Regions from separate parts of the Mus musculus genome. Here regions 2, 3, 4, 5 and 6 are each linked to region 1. A link is a contact called in public ChIA-PET, Hi-C, HiChIP or PLAC-seq and Micro-C data. All regions are on one chromosome and are shown on one strand. Each heading gives the region's core, a stretch centred on a gene start, on an enhancer-like site or on the middle of the called end of the contact. The rest is flanking DNA. Distances are from core to core; before and after follow the strand shown.

The links. A called contact is a pair of places that touch in the nucleus more often than the background predicts. ChIA-PET counts read pairs in DNA pulled down with a chosen protein or histone mark. HiChIP or PLAC-seq counts read pairs in DNA pulled down with a chosen protein or histone mark.
Region 2: a contact with region 1 is called in a FOXA1 HiChIP or PLAC-seq map of pancreatic cancer cells. The contact joins the promoter of 4833417C18Rik here to the promoter of Spop in region 1. A contact is called at or near these places in 1 of 39 promoter capture datasets (pre-B cells), 2 of 484 Hi-C or Micro-C datasets (embryonic stem cells and pre-B cells) and 1 of 115 datasets of contacts at active chromatin or transcription factors (pancreatic cancer cells).
Region 3: a contact with region 1 is called in a FOXA1 HiChIP or PLAC-seq map of pancreatic cancer cells. The contact joins the promoter of Phospho1 here to the promoter of Spop in region 1. A contact is called at or near these places in 1 of 39 promoter capture datasets (pre-B cells), 4 of 484 Hi-C or Micro-C datasets (the C10 cell line, embryonic stem cells, liver and 1 more), 4 of 115 datasets of contacts at active chromatin or transcription factors (the 230-238 cell line, effector CD8 T cells, memory CD8 T cells and 1 more) and 1 of 9 other capture datasets (pancreatic islet).
Region 4: a Hi-C map of liver shows a contact between it and region 1, with 2.5 times the contacts expected there. The contact joins the promoter of Pdk2 here to the promoter of Spop in region 1. A contact is called at or near these places in 4 of 39 promoter capture datasets (erythroid cells, hippocampal neurons, liver and 1 more), 1 of 484 Hi-C or Micro-C datasets (liver) and 1 of 9 other capture datasets (adipose tissue).
Region 5: an RNA polymerase II ChIA-PET map of effector CD8 T cells shows a contact between it and region 1, with 13 read pairs. The contact joins the promoter of Zfp652 here to the promoter of Spop in region 1. A contact is called at or near these places in 2 of 115 datasets of contacts at active chromatin or transcription factors (effector CD8 T cells and memory CD8 T cells).
Region 6: a Micro-C map of embryonic stem cells shows a contact between it and region 1, with 2.5 times the contacts expected there. The contact joins the promoter of Dlx3 here to the promoter of Spop in region 1. A contact is called at or near these places in 3 of 484 Hi-C or Micro-C datasets (the G1E-ER4 cell line, LSK cells and embryonic stem cells), 2 of 115 datasets of contacts at active chromatin or transcription factors (embryonic hindbrain and pancreatic cancer cells) and 1 of 9 other capture datasets (adipose tissue).

What each region holds. Positions count from the first base shown.
Region 1 is chr11:95,412,328-95,415,693 of GRCm38.p6, forward strand. Spop (speckle-type BTB/POZ protein) reads left to right here and starts at 1,756. Exons shown (of 10, transcript NM_001359107.1): 1 at 1,756-2,077.
Region 2 is chr11:95,857,079-95,860,444 of GRCm38.p6, forward strand. It overlaps 4833417C18Rik (RIKEN cDNA 4833417C18 gene), which reads left to right and starts at 1,739. Exons shown (of 2, transcript NR_045187.1): 1 at 1,739-2,004; 2 at 2,916-3,366. Gm38959 (a long non-coding RNA gene) reads right to left here and starts at 1,373. Exons shown (of 3, transcript XR_880173.3): 1 at 627-1,373. n-TQttg6 (a tRNA gene) reads right to left here and starts at 2,165; the gene lies at 2,094-2,165.
Region 3 is chr11:95,822,795-95,826,160 of GRCm38.p6, forward strand. Phospho1 (phosphatase, orphan 1) reads left to right here and starts at 1,706. Exons shown (of 3, transcript NM_153104.3): 1 at 1,706-1,915. It overlaps Gm38958 (predicted gene, 38958), which reads right to left and starts at 1,617. Exons shown (of 1, transcript NR_164195.1): 1 at 1,161-1,617.
Region 4 is chr11:95,039,748-95,043,113 of GRCm38.p6, forward strand. It overlaps Pdk2 (pyruvate dehydrogenase kinase, isoenzyme 2), which reads right to left and starts at 1,624. Exons shown (of 11, transcript NM_133667.2): 1 at 1,392-1,624. The coding sequence starts at 1,509.
Region 5 is chr11:95,747,547-95,750,912 of GRCm38.p6, forward strand. Zfp652 (zinc finger protein 652) reads left to right here and starts at 1,521. Exons shown (of 5, transcript NM_201609.2): 1 at 1,521-2,601. The coding sequence starts at 1,705.
Region 6 is chr11:95,118,515-95,121,880 of GRCm38.p6, forward strand. Dlx3 (distal-less homeobox 3) reads left to right here and starts at 1,603. Exons shown (of 3, transcript NM_010055.4): 1 at 1,603-2,132; 2 at 3,194-3,366. The coding sequence starts at 1,808.

The DNA.
Region 1 (3,366 bases), core at 506-3,005:
AGAGAATCTGGGCTCTCCAGTTCGTAAATAAACCATTTTGGTTGGGCAGAGTGGAACACCCTTTCAGTCTTAGTACTCAGAAGGTAGAGGCATAAGATCAGGAGCTCAAAGCCAGCCTCTGTTACGTAGTGAGCTGTGTGTGTGTGTGTGTGGGGGGGGGGGGGGGTCAGCCTGGACTGTGTGAGATCATCTCAAAACCCCAAACCCTCAAAATAAAGCAGAGAAAAAAAAAACCAATAAGAGCAATTTCATCTAGAATCTAGGTTGTGTAAGGCCCCAAGGGTTTGGAAGGTTTTGCTTATAATTCCTAGGATATTTCATATGGGGATTACGGGGTCTGCTTCTATACTTGAAAGTGGAAAGCCTCCCGGCACTGTCGGGGTTCTTTCCAAACCCAGTGGCTTGGTTCCTGGGCTGCCAGCCTTCCCTGCTGAACAGGCTCACCAGCCACTGGGTGCCAAGGAGCATGTGGCAAGAGATAGGAGCAGAGTCTCCTGGAGACTGTCCCAAGGCCTGGAAAGCAGTAGGGTGCCAGGAAGCAGCTCTCAATTAGGCTGCAACCCTGTTACCTCATGACCCACAGGGTCACTGGGTTGATCTCTCAGAGCTAGGTGTGTGCTTGATATGTGTATGCAAGAGGCAGTCTGCTTTTGCTTTTGAGAGCTTGATTCAGTAATAAAATATTTTCTTTTAAGTTTAAGGTAATCGAAGAATGTAACACAAAGATGACTGTTTTCTTCCAGGGCCAAGATGCTCTGAGACAATTCTACCCAACTCCAGAATCACTTTTGGTCCATGGGAGCTAAGACATGAGACAGACTGGGGACCCGGATGGCTTAGCCAAGGAATTGTCACAGAATCAGCTTCCTCTCCATTGGGTCTCTCTCTCTCTCTCTCTCTCTCTCTCTCTCTCTCTCTCTCTCTCTCACACACACACACACACACACACACACCCCTTCTGCCTTTCCCAGAAAGAACAGCTCTTTGGTTATTGTTGTCAAATGCTAATTTATTTAGTTTTCAAGACGCGGTATCACCTTGTAATTCTAGCTGACTGTGAACTCAGTAAGTAGACCAAGCTGGCCTTAAATTCACAGAGCTTCTCCTGCCTCTGCCTCCCGAGTTCTGGGGTTAAAGGTGTGCCTCACAGTACTCTAGCAAAGTACCTTATAAATGTTAGCATTTGCAGGCTAGGCTTATTGGACATGGATCTCTATGAATTTAAGGCCAGCCTGTCAACAAAGAGAGTGCTAGGTCAACCAATCCTATAGAGCAAGACCCTATTTCAAAAAATAAAACAAACTAAAACACATGTTAAAAGTTCTTTAAAAAGTATTTTAGCTGAGAGTTGCCTAAAAAAGAAAGTAAGAGCTAAGTCATCGGTAATCCACAAACTGCACAACTAGGTTTCAGTTGCGAAATGCCTGTTGCTGCTCCACCCACCCGGTCCCTGGATCTCAGCTTCCTTCCTCCATTCTGGCCTCGCACCTCAGCGCGAACTTCTGCGCGCTGCACGCGACCCCCTCCGAGTTCCCGCCTCTTTCCACTCTGGCTCCGCCTTCCGCCCAAATTCCCGGGCCCTGGCACCACCTCGCGACGCTTGCGCACTAGGGAAGGTAGGCGGAGTCTTAAAAGAGGAGGAGCTGGAGAGTCTTGAGCGGGACGGGGTGGGGCGGGGCAGGACGGGGCGGGGCGAGGCGGGGTGGGGCGGGGCGGGAAGCTGGGGGGAGGAGGCCGCGCGGGGTGGGGCCCGGCGGGTACGCGCTCGCTGCGTCGACGTGCTGACGACAGGACGCCCAGGCCGGTGTGTGTCGGTGTGTATGTGTGTGTGTGTGTGTGTGTATGTGTGTGTGTGTGTGTGTGTGTGGTGTGTGTGTGTGTGGTGTGTGTGTGTGTGTGGTGTGTGTGTGTGTATGTGTGTATGTGTGTGTGTGTATGTGTGTGTATGTGTTTGTATGTGTGTGCGCGCTCCAAGAGTGTATTTGTGTATCGGCGGTCCCGCAGGTCCCGGATGTTGCGGGCAGTATGAGGCGAGCGCAGGGGGACAGGGACCAGCAGCTGTCGCCGCCGTTCTCAGGTGAGTGTGTGTATGTGTGTGTCAAGAGTCGAAGAAGGGGTTGGCCTGTTGGGGTGCGGGGTTTTTCCTTGAGAAGTGACTAAACCCTCCCCCACAACACACACTTTTCCTAATGTACTATTCTCTGCCCCATTTCCTATGTTGGTTTCCTGGCCCGAGGAAGCCAGAGCCTAGTCAGCCGTCCGTTCTTCCTACCTCAAGCATTCTGGAAACACAAACGCGCCCCCTGCCTCCTGCCTCCCTCACCATCATATCCCCAACCCCATCCCCCTTGCCAAATAGTGAGCTGTCGCCTGCGGCGAGATGGGGAACTGCGCATGCTCGAATGTGAAGGAGCTCCGGGTGCCTGGTCGCTGCTTCAGGACGCATGCGCATTGCTGTTTTGCAGGGACCTGCGGGATAAAGAGCCCCTTGACCACGAGCCCGCCTTCTTCGCTAGACTTGCCACCCAATAGTGAGCTTGTCGCTCCGATCCGAGAGGGAGAATTTAAATTATGCGAGGGATTTAAGGACAAAGCACTATTTGCATCTGGTGTTGCCCTAGAGACTCCCAGGCTACCAACGCCTCCTAGAGCCAACGTGTCCCACGCTGACCCTTCTTTTTGAAACTTAACTGCTACTTCTACTTCTAGTATTACTTCCCTTTCCACCACTCCCGTCGTCATGCTGAAACCTTACTACAAACTTCCCCTAAGTTTAGGAGTAAGTCCAACTCGTTATTCTGGCAGGGGATTTTGATAGTCTTGTTAAAAAGGATTTGTTAAAAGGTCCATTAAAAAAGAAACTAAGGTGGGAATTTCTCTTTAGTAAAATTCTGAGTTGCCTTTACAGAGTAGCTAAGGAAGGGATAAGTGCCACACACAGACTTGAGGTAACAACAAAACAGAAATCAAGCTGTCAATCAGTAGCTTCATTTCAGCCCTTTTACTTAGTGGGACCTTTTTGGTTCATTGTGTGTGTGTGTGTAAGTTCTTCCATAGCGTTTCAGTTTAGTTATACATTTAGTTGTACAGTTTAGTTGTACATTCTGTGACAATATGGAAACAGGGGTAATCAGAAACAATTGAACAACTTGTCCAGAAGTATTAGTTTCAAATAATTTGAGCACTAATTCTTTCATATTGGCAAGTTCCAAAAAATTAAAATGAGGAACTTTACAAAAATATTCCAGTGACTTAGGTCCCAGAGTTTTAGCTGACAGACTGCAGTTGGTTCTTTAGTTTGGTGCTGTGCCATCCCTCTTAGAAACTTTGTCTTAGCTCTACCATGTAGGGAAAAAGATGTTTTAT
Region 2 (3,366 bases), core at 489-2,988, 440 kb after region 1:
CTATGCTCCTGCCTGCCCACCTTATCCCATGTTCTTGGAGACACTTAGCATTGTCATCGGGTGGGTGTGACCTGTCCGATTTAGCTCTTTAGTGATATCCTACATAGTGAGCTTATTTTCAAGTCTGAGGCTATTTTCCTCTTTTTTTTTTTTTTTTTTTTTTTTTGGTTTTTCGAGACAGGGTTTCTCTGTGTAGCCCTAGCTGTCTTGGAACTCACTCTGTAGACCAAGCTGGCCTCGAACTCAGAAATCCGCCTGCCTCTGCCTTCCAAGTGCTGGGATTAAAGGCGTGCATATGTTGGTATGAATGTGGAAGCCAGGGTCAATGTGAGGTGTTTTCTTTCTTTCTAAAGACAGGTTCTCTCATTGGCTGGCCAATGACCCTTCTGCCTTCACTTCCCCAGCATTAGGACTACAATCCCCAGCATGCCCAGCTCTGACATGAGTTCTGTGGATGGAGCTCAGGTCCAGCATGGTTGCATGCAAGCTCTTTACCTGCTGAGCTATGCCCCTAGCACAGGTTTTGCTATTTTTCGGCAGGCAGTTTTCTTACAGGCTTTGAGAATTTATTTAGATTTATTTGCTATTTATGCATTACACATGCATATCCCTAGTCTGTGGCTTACCTTTTCTCTTAGTATGCCAGGCCCTGAGTGCCTTGCAGTTCACCATTGAGCAACAGGCCCAGATATTTTCACTCTTCTGATGGTACTTGGAGTAGCACAGTCCTCGTCTGTGCGTTTTATTCGGGCTTTGTTTAAACTGAGGTGTAGGCATTCCCCTATGTCGTCAGCCAAGCTCACCGCTTCTGTCACTTTCAGGTCAACAATTCTCTTGGGACTTTCTGCTGTGTTTAGTGTTAACAAGAATCCGATTTCATATTCTTTCCCTATAAGCAAGCACACAGCAGGATGTCAAGTAGGTCCTTTCCCCTAACTCTGTTGTGCTACCTTTTATTATTATTTAAATTTGTGACACCTTTGTTATTATAAACTATGCATAAAGGTGAGGCTGCATCTTGCTTCCCTATTCTGTTCCATCGGTATGTTTATCCATCCAGACATTATCTTAATTTCTTTAATGTACAGTTAACAAGCATCTTTATTTTCTGGTAGCGCAAGTGTGCCTCCTCTCACGTCTTGATCTTTTTGAGGTTGCGATGGTTCATTCAAACTGATCCATTCAGATGTTTTAAAGAGTGCGTGGGTTGTGTCTGCAAGAGGCATGCTTAGAGAATTAATCGGAGAGTCGGGAGAGGCTCCTTTTGGTTTCCATGGCATCCTCCCAAGGGTGAGAACCTATAGCCACCGTGCCAATCACTCTGTAGGGAGACCATAATGCGTCAGCAGGCTCCCTCGTCATTTATCCCACAGGGACGAACACAAATCCCAGATCTTAATCCAAAGAAGATACAATACTCCCTGTACATATTTTCCACCCGCGGCGCGATGCAGCTAAAGAAATCCTTAGCGATTCCTGCCCTTCTCTCGGAGAAACACCTCATGGACGGTGAGAAACTGTACTGATCGCCTGCCAGCCTGACTAAGTGACTGTTGTCTAATTGAAACACAACCTCGCTGGGTGAGCAATGCAGAACCAAAACACGGGTTTATGACCCCTAAACGCACAAGCCTCGGGGAATCGCTCTCTTGTACCCAATCAGAGGTCCCCTGGCACCACTTACCCGCCCCCCGGCCCCGTCCGGCCACTTCATTCGCGGCTCACAAAGCAATCCTACCGCGCGTTCTGCACAGCAGCCAATCAGAGGGTAGGGGGCGGGGACTCCGAGGCGCGGTGTGTGCAGCGGTACTCAGACAGGAAAGCCTCGGGATCCTTCGGGTTCTTTCGTTTTCCCTCCTGGGTAAAGTTATGTTCAGTCTTCCATCAACTCGTTTATTTTTCCGCCCGACTCGGCGCGCGTGCGCAGTGCCTCCCAGCCCAGGCTGTTCCTGAAATGTAATCGTGTTGAGACACAGGGAGGGAAGCTGAACGTCCATTCTACAGGTCAGTGCATTCCCTGCGGAGGCTCGGGTTGGTTGCTACTTCCTGCAGGCCCCAAAACAGGGATTCTAAGGCCAAAAAAAGGTTCAGTGAGGTCCCACCGAGATTTGAACTCGGATCGCTGGATTCAAAGTCCAGAGTGCTAACCATTACACCATGGGACCTGCTGGCGGCTTAAGGCGCCCGGCAGCCTTCTCAAGCCACATGACGTTGGGCAACCTTTTCTAAGCTTCGCTACACTTGGCTTGGGCCCGTGGCCGGTGGCCGCGATGGCGGGCAGACACGGAACCACCGAGATTCTCATGTCCTTACGAATTCCAAACGTTCATGGGCCCCGAGGTGTCTGTCACCTCTTCCGGTGATCCTCCAAGGGTCCCGGCTCTTGACCCCAAGTCTCGAGGGCGGCTGGTCGTCCGATCGGACCAAGTCCGGAGAAAGCCGGCTCCGGTCCCGGACTCCGGGCAGGAGGTTCGGCGCACGCAGCCTGGGCTTTCTACTTGTTTTCTGCGTTTATATCAGGAGGGCTGTGGCTAGGACGCTTTGGCCCAGCGGGGAAGGACGCGGACTGGCACGTGGTGGCACAGCCGTTCAAACCCCGGACGAAACCTGGGGTACAGACGGGGATGCTGGAGAGTGCGCCGCACGTGGATGCCGCAGCCCCTGCTCCGCGCTATGCAAATTATCTGTAGGGAGATTGGCGCTTCCAATTCAGCACTTCCCCCCGCGCTTCAAAAGGCCGGACTACCGAAACTTCTAGTGTGCCGATCCTTAGAAAAACCCAGTCAGAATTTTAACAACAGACACCCACCATTCAACACACCACGCGCACACACACACATATCCCGCAAAACAACAACAAAATCCCCACTTCTGCACTGTCTAGTCTTTCATTTTCCCTAAATGTGTTTCTGCAGGTCAGTCAACACTTTGACTCAGCAGTTCACCTTCGGAGCATTACCCTAGTGGACATCCATCTGTGCCTCGAGGCTGCTTCAAGGATGCTCTGGACTATGTATTGTTTATTATAATATAGTGAGGCTTGGCCCCATAATGATGGCTATTGTATAAGTCCTCTACAAGAGTTTAAGAAATAACCTGTGTGCGAGGCTCAGATAAGCACTAGGGACACCAGGAATGTTAACTACACAGGAATGTCTGTTTAGTGAGAGAGATGTATGACGTGTCTTCTGCCCAGAAGGCTGGGAGCAGATGTGGGTAATGGCCTGTGACCTGAGACTGATAGGCTGAGATCTCACCAGTTCCTCCCTGGACTCTTATCGGTGAGCATGTTTTTCTCAGTCTATAGAAACTATCTTTCTGGAAGATGTCACATGTACTTTACAAAGAGTTCCAGTGCAGTGGTGT
Region 3 (3,366 bases), core at 456-2,955, 410 kb after region 1:
CCTTTTGGAAGACAACAACAAAGGCAAACATGGTCTCTGCCCTCAATTTACTTAAAAAAGAGTAAAAGTGACAAGGGAGAGGCGCAGTATGAGGTCATGGGTAAGCAAACTGGGTTGGAACTCCAACGCTACGGTTCATCAACTGGATAGCCCAAGCAAGCTGGGTTAGCTCTTCCCAGTTCGATTTCTTCAGAGCCTCAGTGGCATCATTTTGGAAGGAGAACAAGGATGGGAGCATGGATCCAGACATTCAAATCTTTCCAGCCATCTACCCACTCCCCTCAAGTACACCTAGGGCTGGTTTAAGAAAGGGCATAGTGGCACACATGCCTTTAATCCCAGCGCTCAGAAGGTAGAGGCAGGAACTCGGGAGTAGACCGTCATTCTGGACTATACAGCAAGGCCCATTACTAGCCTGGGCGACAGGAAACTGTCTCAAAGGGGGGGGGGGTCTGGGGGGCATTGGAGGGCCGAGAACAGATACAACACAGATGATGAAGGCTGTGTGAGCCTGTCTTTGAGAAGGGTGTGGAGATGAAACTGCTTCTTTAAGAGGAGGGATTGCAGGGTGTGGGGACTCGGGCCTTTAATCCATCAAATTGGACATGGAAGCAGGAGATTTAGGAGCTCAGGGTCGGGCCTAGAATAGGTAGCAACAAATTATAAGAGACCCACCCTCCCACCCCGACTCAAGATAAAAGGCCCAGGGCCTGAGCACCGCTAGGTAGAGCTAGGTAGAATAAACACCGGTAGCCCTTGGACTTCAGGAAAGAGGTGAAGGGGCGCTGGCGTGTTAGAGAGGGAGCAGGGGCAATGGAGACGTCGCCCTCAAAGATTTGGGCGGGTGGTCCATCGTATCGGCAACTTTTCTGCCAATCTGCCTTCTGCTGGTGGAAGCACGGAGCTCTGGTATTCAAAGCTAGAGGATGATAGGAGAGTTGAAGGTAGACCCAGGCCAGGGTGCACCTCCTCACCCACAGATCCTGTTCTGTGACTGAAGTGAGGTGTCCTTGTGTTCGAACTCTTGGACAAGTCTTTTCTCCTGGGTTCGTCGCACCGGTTCAGAAAGTGCAGGTTTCACCTCCTCTCTTTTAATCGTAATCTAGTGTTCTGAGGGGTGGGAAGGAAGGGAAAGCTCGCCAGAGAGGAAGAGCGGGAACTTGGGAGAAAGCGGGTTTTATTTGCACCACAGTGCTCAAGTGTCGGTTCTCCAACTCCGAGTTTAGGCGGTGCTGGATTGGGAGAGCTTTTCCATCGGCAAGCCCGAGTACCCGGTAATTTGGGGACAGGGTTCCGAGGACTCGGCAGGATGCCGCGACTCCTCCCGGAAGGGCAGAGGGCGAGCTCGGAGCACATGGAGGGAGGGCTGCTTGGCGGGCCGGTCACCCGGCTGTCCCGCGACAAGGAGGGAAGCCGGGCGGTGGAAGGGCTGCCTGCAGAGTCCTGGCGCCGAGCCCAGCAGGAGGCGGGCAGTGTGACACTGACTCACGCACGTGCCCACGCGCACGCAGAGGGTGCCCCGCACCCACGCTCCTCGGACGGGACGCGCCACGCTCCACCCGTCCCGCCCGCCCAGTCTCACGGCCGCTCGCGCGGCCTCCGGGACAGCCCGGAGGCGTGGCTCCCGGGCAGCCCGCCCCTTTGATGTGCGCCGGCGCCACGGTGATTGGCTGGGCGCTTGTGACGTGCGGGGACTGCGGTGGGCCCGGGTGCTGCGGCTGCCGCAGCGCCCGCCGCGGCTCGGGCTCTGGCTCCCCGGCATTTAAAGGGGACGCGGCGGCGGCCCCGAGGATGGGGGGCAGGTGGAAGGGACGGAGCAGAAGCACATCATCCACAGTCCCTCGGGGCTGGAGGGATTCGTGAGCCGGAGCTCAGAAATCCGGGGGTGGATAAGACCGCGTACCCCCCAAATCCCGTAAGCACCCCTTGCTCCATCCTGTCCCTAAATCCCTTAAGTAGCCCCCTTCCCACTACTTCCACTCCAAACTCAGCTGGGACAGACAGCGTGACCGCTGCTGCCCCGCATGAGTCTTGGGCTCCGGGAGGACCGCGATCTAAATGTTGGGGTGGGGGCTGTGTGTAGTTTGAGTGTGTTTCATGTGCTTGGTGGTGGGGTAGTCCCAGGGGCAGAGAACTGAACCCCCTCCTTTCCCAGGTTAATGGTACCCAGTGTCCCTTCATCTCCGGGGACTGTCATAGCTCCCCGCCACCCACAAGTCCTTCCTTCTCCCCGAGCTACGCACCCCCCGCCCGCATTAGAGCGAAGCGCCCGCCAGCTGGGGGTGTGCCAGAGTGCCTGCTTTCCAGTCACCTCTAAAAATATCTCTCCTGCTACCCCACCGGCAGCTGCCATCTCCCTGCCCCTACCCAGTAAGAATCACCTCTGCTTGTCCACCCCAGGCAGGGGACCCCAGAGGTGACGCCTAGTCCCAGATTCCTCACTGGCACCGGGGCGCAGACTAGCTAGGACAGGGAACATACAGAGCCTCCGGAGTTCAGGTAATTTCTTCAAGAGGCAGTAGAGATCCCTGAGTTTTAATCCTATTTCTGATGCTGTGTGATGTAAGCTGGACCTCTCTGCACCCCCTCCCTTGCCCATTACGGGTTAATGAACAAGAAAGGAGTTTGTGAAGTTGCGAGTGTTGGGGGCAGGAATCCTAGCTTAATTGTCAGATCTAATTTCTAGTGATGGGCATACTTATTCTTGAAGCAGAGAGGGCTTGACAGTTTTTAAGTGCTCACCCCCACTCTCAGTCTGCATGTTTCTTGTGGAAAACTCCCCAAACTTTCCTATGGGCTCTACCCTCTCCCCCATTAGGAGAATTTCAAGCTTAGACTTAAGTTAGTGCACACACACACACACACACACACACACCCCTACCCCGACTTCCCACAGATCTAACCTAAAAGTATTTGTATCAAAGGAGCAGGCAGGGGCTGTGATAGGGAATCAGGGCTGCAAACATTGATCTTAGATGAGACTAGAAAAGGACTTCCCTCAGCCCCCAAAAGTTTGCCTCCTGGCTGCTCTAGCATGTGGGAGAAACTCAAAGGTCCTGTCCTGTTCTCCACGGGGACTCTGGTGGTCACACAGAATTTTTTGTTGCTTTGTTTTTCTAGACAGGGTTTCTCTGTGTAGTACCGGCTGTCCTGGAACTCACTCTGTAGACCAAGCTGACCTCTAACTTAGTTTCACCTGCCTCTGCCTCTGCCTCTCTGCCTCTGCCTCTGCCTCTGCCTCTGCCTCTGCCTCTGCCTCTGCCTCTGCCTCTGCCTCTCTGCCTCTCTGCCTCTCTGCCTCTCTGCCTCTCTGCCTCTCTGCCTCTGCCTCTCTGCTTCTGCCTCTGCCTCTCTGCCTCTGCCTCT
Region 4 (3,366 bases), core at 374-2,873, 370 kb before region 1:
TGACTCTGAACTGTTCTGGCGTGATTCACCTCACTTTCCTTTCCATCTCTCTAGGTGGGCACTCATCACAGGGGGCTAGCCCAGGGTGCAGAGGCACCTAAGAAATCCTTTTCTCCATGGGGTGCTAGGACTAGGTTCCCAGGACTGTAGGAACTCAGCATTATCCCTGAGGCAGGCCATCTCATCTAGGCTGAGGAGACAGATGAATGCCAATGTAGAATTGGCCATGTTAATGACCATCTGTGAGGCAAATGGGGACCTTGGTCCAGGGTCAAGATTAACAGGCAGTAGAGGAATGAGCTGTGTCAGCTAGAGACAGGAGACCTAGGATCAACAGCAGGCGATGCTTCTGTAACTTACTGTATATCATCAGCAGTTTTCCCCAGATAGGTGGACCGAACTACGGCCAAGTCCCTTCTAGCTGTGGCATTCATTTGGCGGGGACTTGGAGTGGGCCCTGGAGGATTTCCTACACAAGCAAAGCTCACAACTCCAACTGAACAGGGAGTAACAAGGCATATCCTGGAAAACAGGTGCCCAAGTCCTGTCGGCCATCTTCCTGTCCTCCTGCCTGTGACACAGCCAACTCTTGAGAGACCTGGGTCCACTCCCTACACCAGCTGGCACCAGGGAATACCTTGCAGACAGATGGGGGCCACACAACGTCTCCATCCTCCACTCCGCAAAGCTTTCTCCTGCCCCAAAGCCACCTCCACCCTCAGAACACCGAGTGGGTGATCTTCAGAAACCCAGGGGTAGCCATAGGAGGGTGAAAGCCACCTGACTACCTCATGGTAAGTTGGGCTCTGCCCAGCTAGGAACCGCTGCCAGGTCAGAACAGATTTGATCTTCAAGTGTCCTTGCCCAGTGGGCAGCTGCAGTGGGTGGAGGCTCACCAGTCAGGGGAGTTCCCCTGTTAGCACCTCCTACTTCAAGGGGCCCCCTTCCCACCTGCCCTGGCTTTTCTCCCTTGCTCTGTTCAGAAGTACCCCGCCCTTCGTGCACAGCACAGGTCTTCCAGATGGCTGAATCTCCTTAGCACTCCAACAGCACGTCTCCTGTTTACTCTTGGCTGCCCACTCTCAGTGGCCGGGATCTCCCACTAACTCTATCATGTCTGGATAGGGTCCTATGCCCTCACTGTCTCTTACTCTCCACGATCCCTCGCAACGCTTTCTCCGCGCCCCCATTCTTAGTTAACTGTGAAGGGGGCACTCTTAACTCTTTGTGGGCAGCCAGGTTGGCCTCGCCGTTTACCCATTCCTGTCCATACTCTTCCAAGCCAACCCTCCTACCACCCAGGACCTCTTCCTCCGATGTTAACCTCTCATTGCCAGGGTCTCCTTCCCCGCGCCCACAGCCCCCGGTGCCCGCCTACGCCGACTCCGTACCGAAGTCTAGAAACTGCTTCATGGACAACGGGGACGGGGAGAACTTGCTGAAGTGCTCGATGTACTTGGGTGCCCCTGCCAGGGACGCATTCTTCAACAGCGCCCGGACCCAGCGCATGGCGACGGCGCCTGCGGCTCGGGCTTGGATCTCGCTGCTGTCCCGGGGCTGGAGGCGCTGGCACCGGCCGTCAGCTCGGCCCAGCTTAGCCGGGAGACGGGCTTCGGCCGCCTCCTCCCTACCCTTGCCCTGGCGATGCCTCCAACGCCTAGCCAATCGGCTTGTCCCGGCGCCCCGACGTCGCCAATGGGCGCGCACAAACAACTCTGGGAGAACCAATAGCCTTGCGCTTCGACACGTGGCTCTCCTCGAGGCCCACCTCCTTAACCGTGAAGGTGCTGGAGACGGCCTGTTGTTTTCCTGGGCTGTGCTCAAGTCCCGCCTCCTGTCGCCAACTACACTTCTTGGGGGCCAGCCCCGAGTTAACCCTTTCTTCCCCAGAGTCCCGCTAACCCTTCGTTTGACGTTCTACTTTCCCTGGTTCTTTCCCCTGTCTCCTTCTTTAAAACCTCCCTTCCCTGCCCTGTCCCTTTCCTAAAGGCACCTGTTTGACCTGACAACCTGCTTACCTGCTCTGCTATAGGGGCTCACAGTGGTTTCTCACTCCTATGATGGACCCAGAATGAACACTTGCAAAATCCGAAACCAGTATGCGAGCTTATACTAAGCTATCCTATATGCGTGCAACCCGCTGACTTCCATAAATATCCAAAAAGCCCAAGAAAAGGTCTCTCTCTCTCTCTCTCTCTCTCTTTCGAAAAAGATCCGATATCAGGGTGGGAATGTAGCTCAGAAGGCATGGCACTTGCTCAGTATGCATGAAGCCCTGTATTGATCTCTGGTACTTGGAAAACAACAACAAAAACAGCCAGAGCCAAACCCCCTTAGGACTGGCAGAGGCGGGAGCAGGAGCTATGGTCAGTGCTAATTTTAGTTAAGTTCCATTTTATTATTACCTCGCTCATTTGACTGAGCATAAAACCTTGCGCGTCTTGCACAACCACCTAAGAAGGTAACCTTCTGTGCACCTAACCCGAGACGAGCAACTGTCTGTGCCGCTGGCTTCCTTATTGCGAGTCCCCAGGAGCTAAGGCATCTTAGTGGTTAGCGGCTTGGGAGCCCAGCCCAGTCTTCCTAGCAGTTCCCTGCCTCTTCCCTGAGAAATGTCATGCGCCCTCTTTTGGTAAAACTTGGTATGTGCCCCACTCTCTGGGCCTTCCTAGGTTCATTACTATTGATTATCCAGTGGTTTCCCGGCCTTTACTATGGCCCTGTGAAGCACAGACAGGATTGAGGTTTGGCCTTTAGGAAGTCCTGGTGCTCCTCTTGGAGGCTGAGGCAGGAGGAGATCTGTCCAAGGCCCACCTGAGGCAGTGTGAGTTTAAGTCCAGCCTGGGTAATTTAGTAAGATCTTTTCTCCAAAAGGTAGAGAAGGTGGGTTTGAGCTGGTAGTAACTCAGTAATAGAGTGTTTTCCTAGAATATGCAAGACTATGGGTTTGATCCTCAACCCCCCCACCCCACACACACACACACTGCAAGTTATAACAGTTTAACTGTAGCCAACACAAAACAAGAGTTCACCTTGGAAAGCGTAATGCTGTGGGCCAGGCACTGCTTGCTGGATTATTATATCGTTTCCTCCATTTTATAGGCAGGAAAACAGAATTAGCAAGCATTCTCAACTACAAATCTGGCCTGGTTGGTTCCAACACACAGAGCCTTTTCACTTGAAAAAAAAAAAAGTATCGGTGTATACCTTTAATCCCAGGCAGAGGCAGGAGGATCTCAGAGTCTAAGGCCAGTCTGGTCTACAGAATGAGTTCCAGGACAGCCAGGGCTACACAGAGAAACCCTGTCTTTAAAAAAAAAAACAAAAAACAAAACAAAAAAAAACCCAAAAAAAATTTTTTAAAGG
Region 5 (3,366 bases), core at 271-2,770, 330 kb after region 1:
CCAGACCTTACAGTTGTGTAGTTTGCTGCTTGGCTCCCACTTTTTGCATTAATGGACAATTTAAGTGGACTATTATTAGTGGACTATTGTTGCTACAGTTTAGGATCGACAGTACCAGAGTCAGGTTAGAAGTAACCGTATTTATTGGTCTCTTTATGAGCCTCGTTGGTTACATGTTCTCTTCCCTAACAGTGTATTCGCTTTATGTAGAGCAGCTCAGCAGGGTCTGAGTGACTCCTGTTACCTGTTAAAGTTACATAGCAGTTCAGCGTCAAGTGTACTGAACAGTTTCTTACTAAGGTTATTTCGTAGCAAGATTTCACTCACTTCAGCCGAGTAGAACCAATATATTAAGAAAAAGCCATATCATTCATCCCAGGCCTCGGGGGGCAGAGGTAGGCAGAACTCTGTGAGACCAGGTGGCCTCGTCTGTACAACAAGTTCCAGGACAGCCCGGCTACATAGTGAGACCCTCATCTCAGGAGGAAGAAGGGGGAAAGTTAAGCTTTGCTTATTTTAATTAATTAAAAATTAGCCCCAAAGTTTTGCAGTAGGTACTAAGTAGATGCTGAATAATAAAAATGTCTCTGGTGCCCATCACATGACAGACATTCAGTAAATACTGTTTTCCTTCCTTTTGTCAACTCGACTATACAGGTCCTCCATTGTCATTTGTATGACTCAGCTGCAGGGTAGCTGGCAAAATAGCAGTATAAGCATGCTGCAAGCAGATTGTATGCCCGTCATTGTTTTTTCATGGATGGTTTTAGTTTTCTTAGAACCGTGCCGACCTGGTGGTGACTGATTCTCAGAATTTTGACTTCTCTGCAACTGACACATGAAAAGTCACCCAGTTGTAGCATGGCTGTGCACCAAGTGTCAACCGCCTCAGCGGTGCTCCCATAGCTGAGGCAAGTTATGGTGACGGTTCATTTATAATTATTAAAGGCCAGGTCGGTTTCCTTGTGTGGTTGTGCCAGTTAGCTGCTCTAGTTCTGTGGCCTGCAGTGCCCATGTGGCTGCCCTTGTGTGTGGGTTCTCACTCTGGTAGATGTGGTGGCTGATGCTGAAGGAAACTGCCAGTATGACTCCCTTGAGTGTTTCATGGCCTTTTGTATCATGAGACTGATACCAGCAGACCCTGCAGCATCCAGTGTGGCAGACATCATGTGGTAGTAGGTATTTCTTCATCAAACACATGCTGTCTGCTTTAAAGATAGTTTGGTGAATTTGACAGATATGGCTCTTGGTATGATAGAATTTACATTCTAACTGAAATTGGGGACTCATACAAGCCTGTAAAATAATATCCATTTCAAACCATTTGAGGAGAATAATGAATCAAAGTGTATGGAATGTAATGATTTTAAATTTTGTGTGTTGTGAGGAATTCCATGGCCTAAGAAGAATATGGTGATATAATTTTTTCCCTCATTTTTTTTTCTCTTTATAGACAAGATGCTCCAAGTCCCCTGCAGTTCTCTTCGAAAGAAGACGAGGAGTGCTCTGCGCCTGCCGTAAGAACAGCCCTTTTTGACTTAAGGTGGCGGTGGTGCTGTGACACAGGAAGAACTGCATGCAGGCTGCAGGAGTTTCTTATTCTCACTTCTTGAGTAGTTAGTTCTCCGTGGAGGGAGAAAGATTTGAGTCTTAATTGCCCTGTTTTCAAGGTGTTCTGTGTCGTCTGAACTGGGCCACTTCCTAATGAGCTACACAGCCAGTCCTTGTCCGGAGCTGGTTGAACCCTGTGCAGTGCATGCAGAAGGAATGGCCCAGGAAGAGAGCCATCGAAGTCAGGCGCCACCCACCTTCTACCATGGTGCCAGCCAGGAGCTCGACCTGTCCACCAAAGTGTATAAAAGGGAGTCTGGAAGCCCTTACTCTGTGCTAGCAGACACCAAGATGAGCAAACCACATCTCCACGAGACGGAGGAGCAGCCATATTTCAGGGAGCCAAGGGCAGTGTCTGATGTGCATACTGTCAAGGAAGACCGGGAGAATTCTGATGACACGGAAGAGGAGGAGGAAGTCTCTTACAAAAGGGAGCAGATCATAGTGGAGGTAAACCTTAATAACCAAACATTAAATGTCTCTAAAGGGGAAAAGGGTGTCTCTTCCCAGTCCAAAGAGACGCCTGTCCTTAAGACAAGCAGTGAGGAAGACGAGGAAGAGACTGAGGAGGAGGCCACAGATAACAGCAGTGACTACGGAGAGAACGGACGGCAGAAGAAAAAGGAGAAGCAAGTGGAGAGAGTCAGGGTTACACAGAGGCGAACCCGGAGAGCGGCCTCTGCTGCCGCAGCTACCACTTCCCCTGCACCCCGCACAACTCGAGGCCGTAGGAAAAGTGCAGAGCTACCCAAGAGGAAGAAGCGGGCCACCAAGGAGGCTAAAGCGCCAGTTCAGAAAGCTAAGTGTGAAGAGAAAGAGACTCTGACCTGTGAGAAGTGCCCCAGGGTGTTTAATACTCGCTGGTACCTGGAGAAGCACATGAACGTTACTCACAGGCGCATGCAGATCTGTGATAAATGTGGCAAGAAGTTTGTCCTGGAAAGTGAGCTGTCCCTTCACCAGCAAACAGACTGTGAAAAAAACATTCAGGTAGGTCTCACCAGCGGAGGGCAAAGTTTCCAGGCTAGGACCTGGCTGTTCAGAGTCATCTGGTGTCTGCCCAAGAGGATAGAGGCTGAAGGGACAGATTTCACCAATTATCACTTTAGACTCTGCTGCTTGGGTCTTTTCAAAACCAAGGCTTAATCCTGTCTTTCAAAAGCATTACACTTAACTGACGATGGATTAGTGAGAACCAGGTGCACTGGAAGGGGGATTGGTTATAGATGACTGACTGGGATGTAAAGTCAGCGCCGACTTTGCACTGAGAGTCTCTGTTGTGGGACCTGTGAGATAATTCATTCTGGCATCTTCTGTCACGGTGGGAGGTTTGCCGAGTGAGGGCCAGGAGTAGAGAAAGGTCCTTTCCAATTAGAAGGATGTCAGAGTCTAGTGCAGCTGATGGGGACAGAGACCATGACTCAGACCTGTGGAAATGGAAGATCTCCTTACACCCGTGGAGAGATGGCAACACTAAATGTGTCAAGAGGCAAGCCCGTGGGAATATGCAAACCTTAAACAGAGGCTGAGCTGTTTGAAAATGTTGCTTACCTGGCAGTAGGGTTACATAATAATGTTGCTGTACAGTGCTGCTGATGTAACAAAGCGTGCTATTCAAACCACTCTGGTGTCTTGGAAAGATTGTACTGTGACAGGTTAAGAGGTGTTGAATTTATTGCAGCTATATTGGTGTATGTATATGTTTGTGTATTAATGGATATTCATACATGGTAAGTCTGTTATGTGTCCATAAGA
Region 6 (3,366 bases), core at 353-2,852, 290 kb before region 1:
GACCTAGGTCCTCTGCCCAGCCAACTCTACGTTTTTCCAGGTTCAGCATCCTGTGTCTGAGTTTAACATCGAAACATTTGACTGCGGCCCCTAAACAATCTAAGCAGAATGAGACCCCTTTCCTGTCTGCCTGCTTACCTCCTCCTTAATGCAGCCTTAAGGCAAGTTGCAGAACTCCGGAAAACCACGAGGTGGTGCGCTGGCACTGTGTCCTGGCTAGGCAAAGGCAGGGGAAATAGAAGGTTCGAGGTGTGTAGGGAAGGCCTGGGGATGGAGGGGGAAATAAGAATTAAAATTGGGAGAAGCCTCCTTCCTCCAAGGATAGGTTTGGGAGCAGAAGTGGAGATGCAATAGAGAAATGAGATTGGCACCCAGAACAGTAAATATTACCCGGGAACTGGACTTTGAGAGCCAGACAAGACTAGGGGGGTTGGAGATTGCTCCAAGGTGAGAAACATCTTCATTGGGGCCTCCATGGACAGAAGAAATTGAGTGAAGTACATGGCTCCTGTCTATTGGAGATAGATGGATCTGAGCATGTATCTATGCACATTTGGGCATACCCAGCTCACAGGTCGGTCATTCAGGACCCTACACTTCCACTGCCTCACACTACATACAGAGACACACTCTCATGCACACAGGTTCTCACGGGCACTCTTGCACACACTGTATTTTGTGTATTTTGCGGAAGATGTAACATAGATCTTTCACCCCTAACAAAGTCTGTGCTCCTAAGAGCTGTCCCAGACTGAGTGGACCCTGCCTCCAGACTTCCTGAAGAACACAGAAAGCCAGCCTCATAGGGACTGACTGCCTCGTGGCTCTTCCATTCATGAAAGGGCACACATATAGCTGGGGGTACCTCTGTCTTCTAAAGCAGCCCCTAAATCCATACAGCCTTGCTCCAGTAGGGACTTGCAGGCCCAAGGTGTTCTTGCTTGGTGAGACTCTTCCTTCAGAATTTAAAATTTTATATTTCACATCTGCAGTGTCATTAAGATAACATATTAAGCCAGGGCCATACGGAGAAACCCTGTCTCGAAAAAAAACAACAAAAAACAAAACAAAACAAAACAAAAATATAATATATTTATATAGTCCAACCTTTTTTTCCAATTTTAAAAGTGATCAAAATATTTTCATGGACCCTGGGTCTTTGCCACTTTCTGTCTGTCATTTGCATAGACCACACATACATCATTAAGGACCACCTCCTTCCACAAACACCCAATGGGTAAATTCCCCTCCTTCCTCATCTCACCTAAGCCCACCCCTGGCCACTAAAACAGACCGATTAGTAGATCCTGGGGGCTCCGCACAGCCAACCCCTCCGCACATTTGGGGGATTTATCGGAGGTAGAGCATAGGAGGAACACAGTGGCGCTGGGGGGAGTGTGTGTGTGTGTGTGTGTGTGTGTGTGTGTGTGTGTGTGTGTATTAGGGGTAACAACAAAGAGGGTTGAGAGGGTTGGGGGAGCCAGTGAGAAAGCGCGAGCGTGTTTTGCCTCGAAGGCAAGACTTGCAGCCAATCAGCGCGCAGGAGCCTCCCTCGGCGACTCCAACATTGAGTCTATAACCGGCTGGCCGGGCGGAGCTGGCAGCATTTGACTGTGGCTTGGGACGCGGAGAGAGGCACGCAGCGACTGACCGACAGCCGGCGATGGTCTAAGCGCCCCTCGGCCACCCCCTCCCCCAGACGCGACCGCGTCCTGCCCTCGCCCTCTGGACACACACCCCCACCTGGGCTCCTCCGCCCGTTCGGCGCTCCTCGGAGGAGGCCCGGGGTGTTGCGGCGCTCGCCAGCATGAGCGGCTCCTTCGATCGCAAGCTCAGCAGCATCCTCACCGACATCTCCAGCTCGCTCAGCTGCCATGCGGGCTCCAAGGACTCGCCCACCCTGCCCGAATCTACAGTCACTGACCTGGGCTATTACAGCGCTCCTCAGCATGACTACTACTCGGGCCAGCCCTACGGCCAGACGGTGAACCCCTACACCTACCACCACCAGTTCAATCTCAATGGGCTCGCAGGCACCGGCGCTTACTCGCCCAAGTCGGAATATACCTACGGGGGATCCTATAGGCAGTACGGAGCGTACCGGGAGCAGCCTTTGCCTGCCCAGGACCCAGGTGAGGATGCCCGGGTTGTGGAGAGGGTGCGAGGGACTCTAAGGTTCCCAAGCAAGAGGAAGTCTGGGAATAGGAGCTGAAATCTAGGGAAACTCGAGGTTAAGAAATGGAAGCGTTGGAGATTAGAGGAGACCGGGTTAGATGACCTCCAGAGGGGTGAACGACACTCCGAAGAGGCGCGCACTGTGCGCCGCGGTCTCTTGGAGATTCCAGGGCAGCTGGAGCCACCGGGAGCTCCTTCTGAGTGATCATGGGGGCCTTCAATGCTGCCATCCCGCTGGCACTTGAGCCGGAGACGAAAGACGGTCGCCGAGAGCTGGAGGGGAGTCAGCGAGGACTGGAGGTTCCAGGGCCCTTCTTTTGGATGCCGTCAGGGGAAACCCGGAGTAGTGAAAGGCTTGTGGAGAAAGACCCAAAGAAGTCCCAGAAATGGAGGAGAGACTGGGAAGTAGAGATGCGGAGAGAGAAGTGGGGACGGCGAGAAAGAAATGTGGGGGGGGCGGTAAGATAAAGCGCACAGCAGAAAGCAACAGAGGAAATGAAGAAAGGGCGGGGAGGAAAGAAAGAAAAAGGAGGAAAGAAGAGGGAAGGAAGAAAAAGAAAACAGAGAGAAAGGGAAAAGAGACAGAGAAAACGCTTGTACTGTCCTTGCAAATTTTTTCCTGAAACAAATGATCCTGAACTAGAAAGCGTATTAAAAGGAGATGGGGAGGAGGGGGGACAAGAAGTGGGAGACGCCACCGCGGCTAGGTGGGTCACCAGAGAAGAGTGGCTGAGCCGGGAAGGCGTCGTGAGCGAGCCGCGCGGTCCTCGCCCAGTCGGTTGCTGGCGCCGGAGTCGGCGCTCCGAGGCCCCGGGTGCCGAGCTGGGAGCGCCGCGTCGTGGGCGGCCGCCGGTCCGGCTGGGTCGCTGCGGTTCCTCCCCGGGCGCGGGCGGCACTACGCTCCTCCAAGAAGTCCCGGGGAGATCAGTGGGCCGGAGGGTGCGGCGTCCGACGGTGGGAAATCTTGGAGAACGCGGTGGTCGCAGGCTGAGACTAAACTGGTGTTTTTCCCCTACAGTGTCGGTGAAAGAGGAGCCGGAAGCCGAGGTTCGCATGGTGAACGGCAAGCCCAAAAAGGTCCGAAAGCCGCGAACGATCTACTCCAGCTATCAGCTGGCTGCCCTGCAGCGCCGTTTCCAGAAAGCCCAGTATCTGGCCTTGCCTGAGCGCGCCGAGCTAGCTGCACAGCTG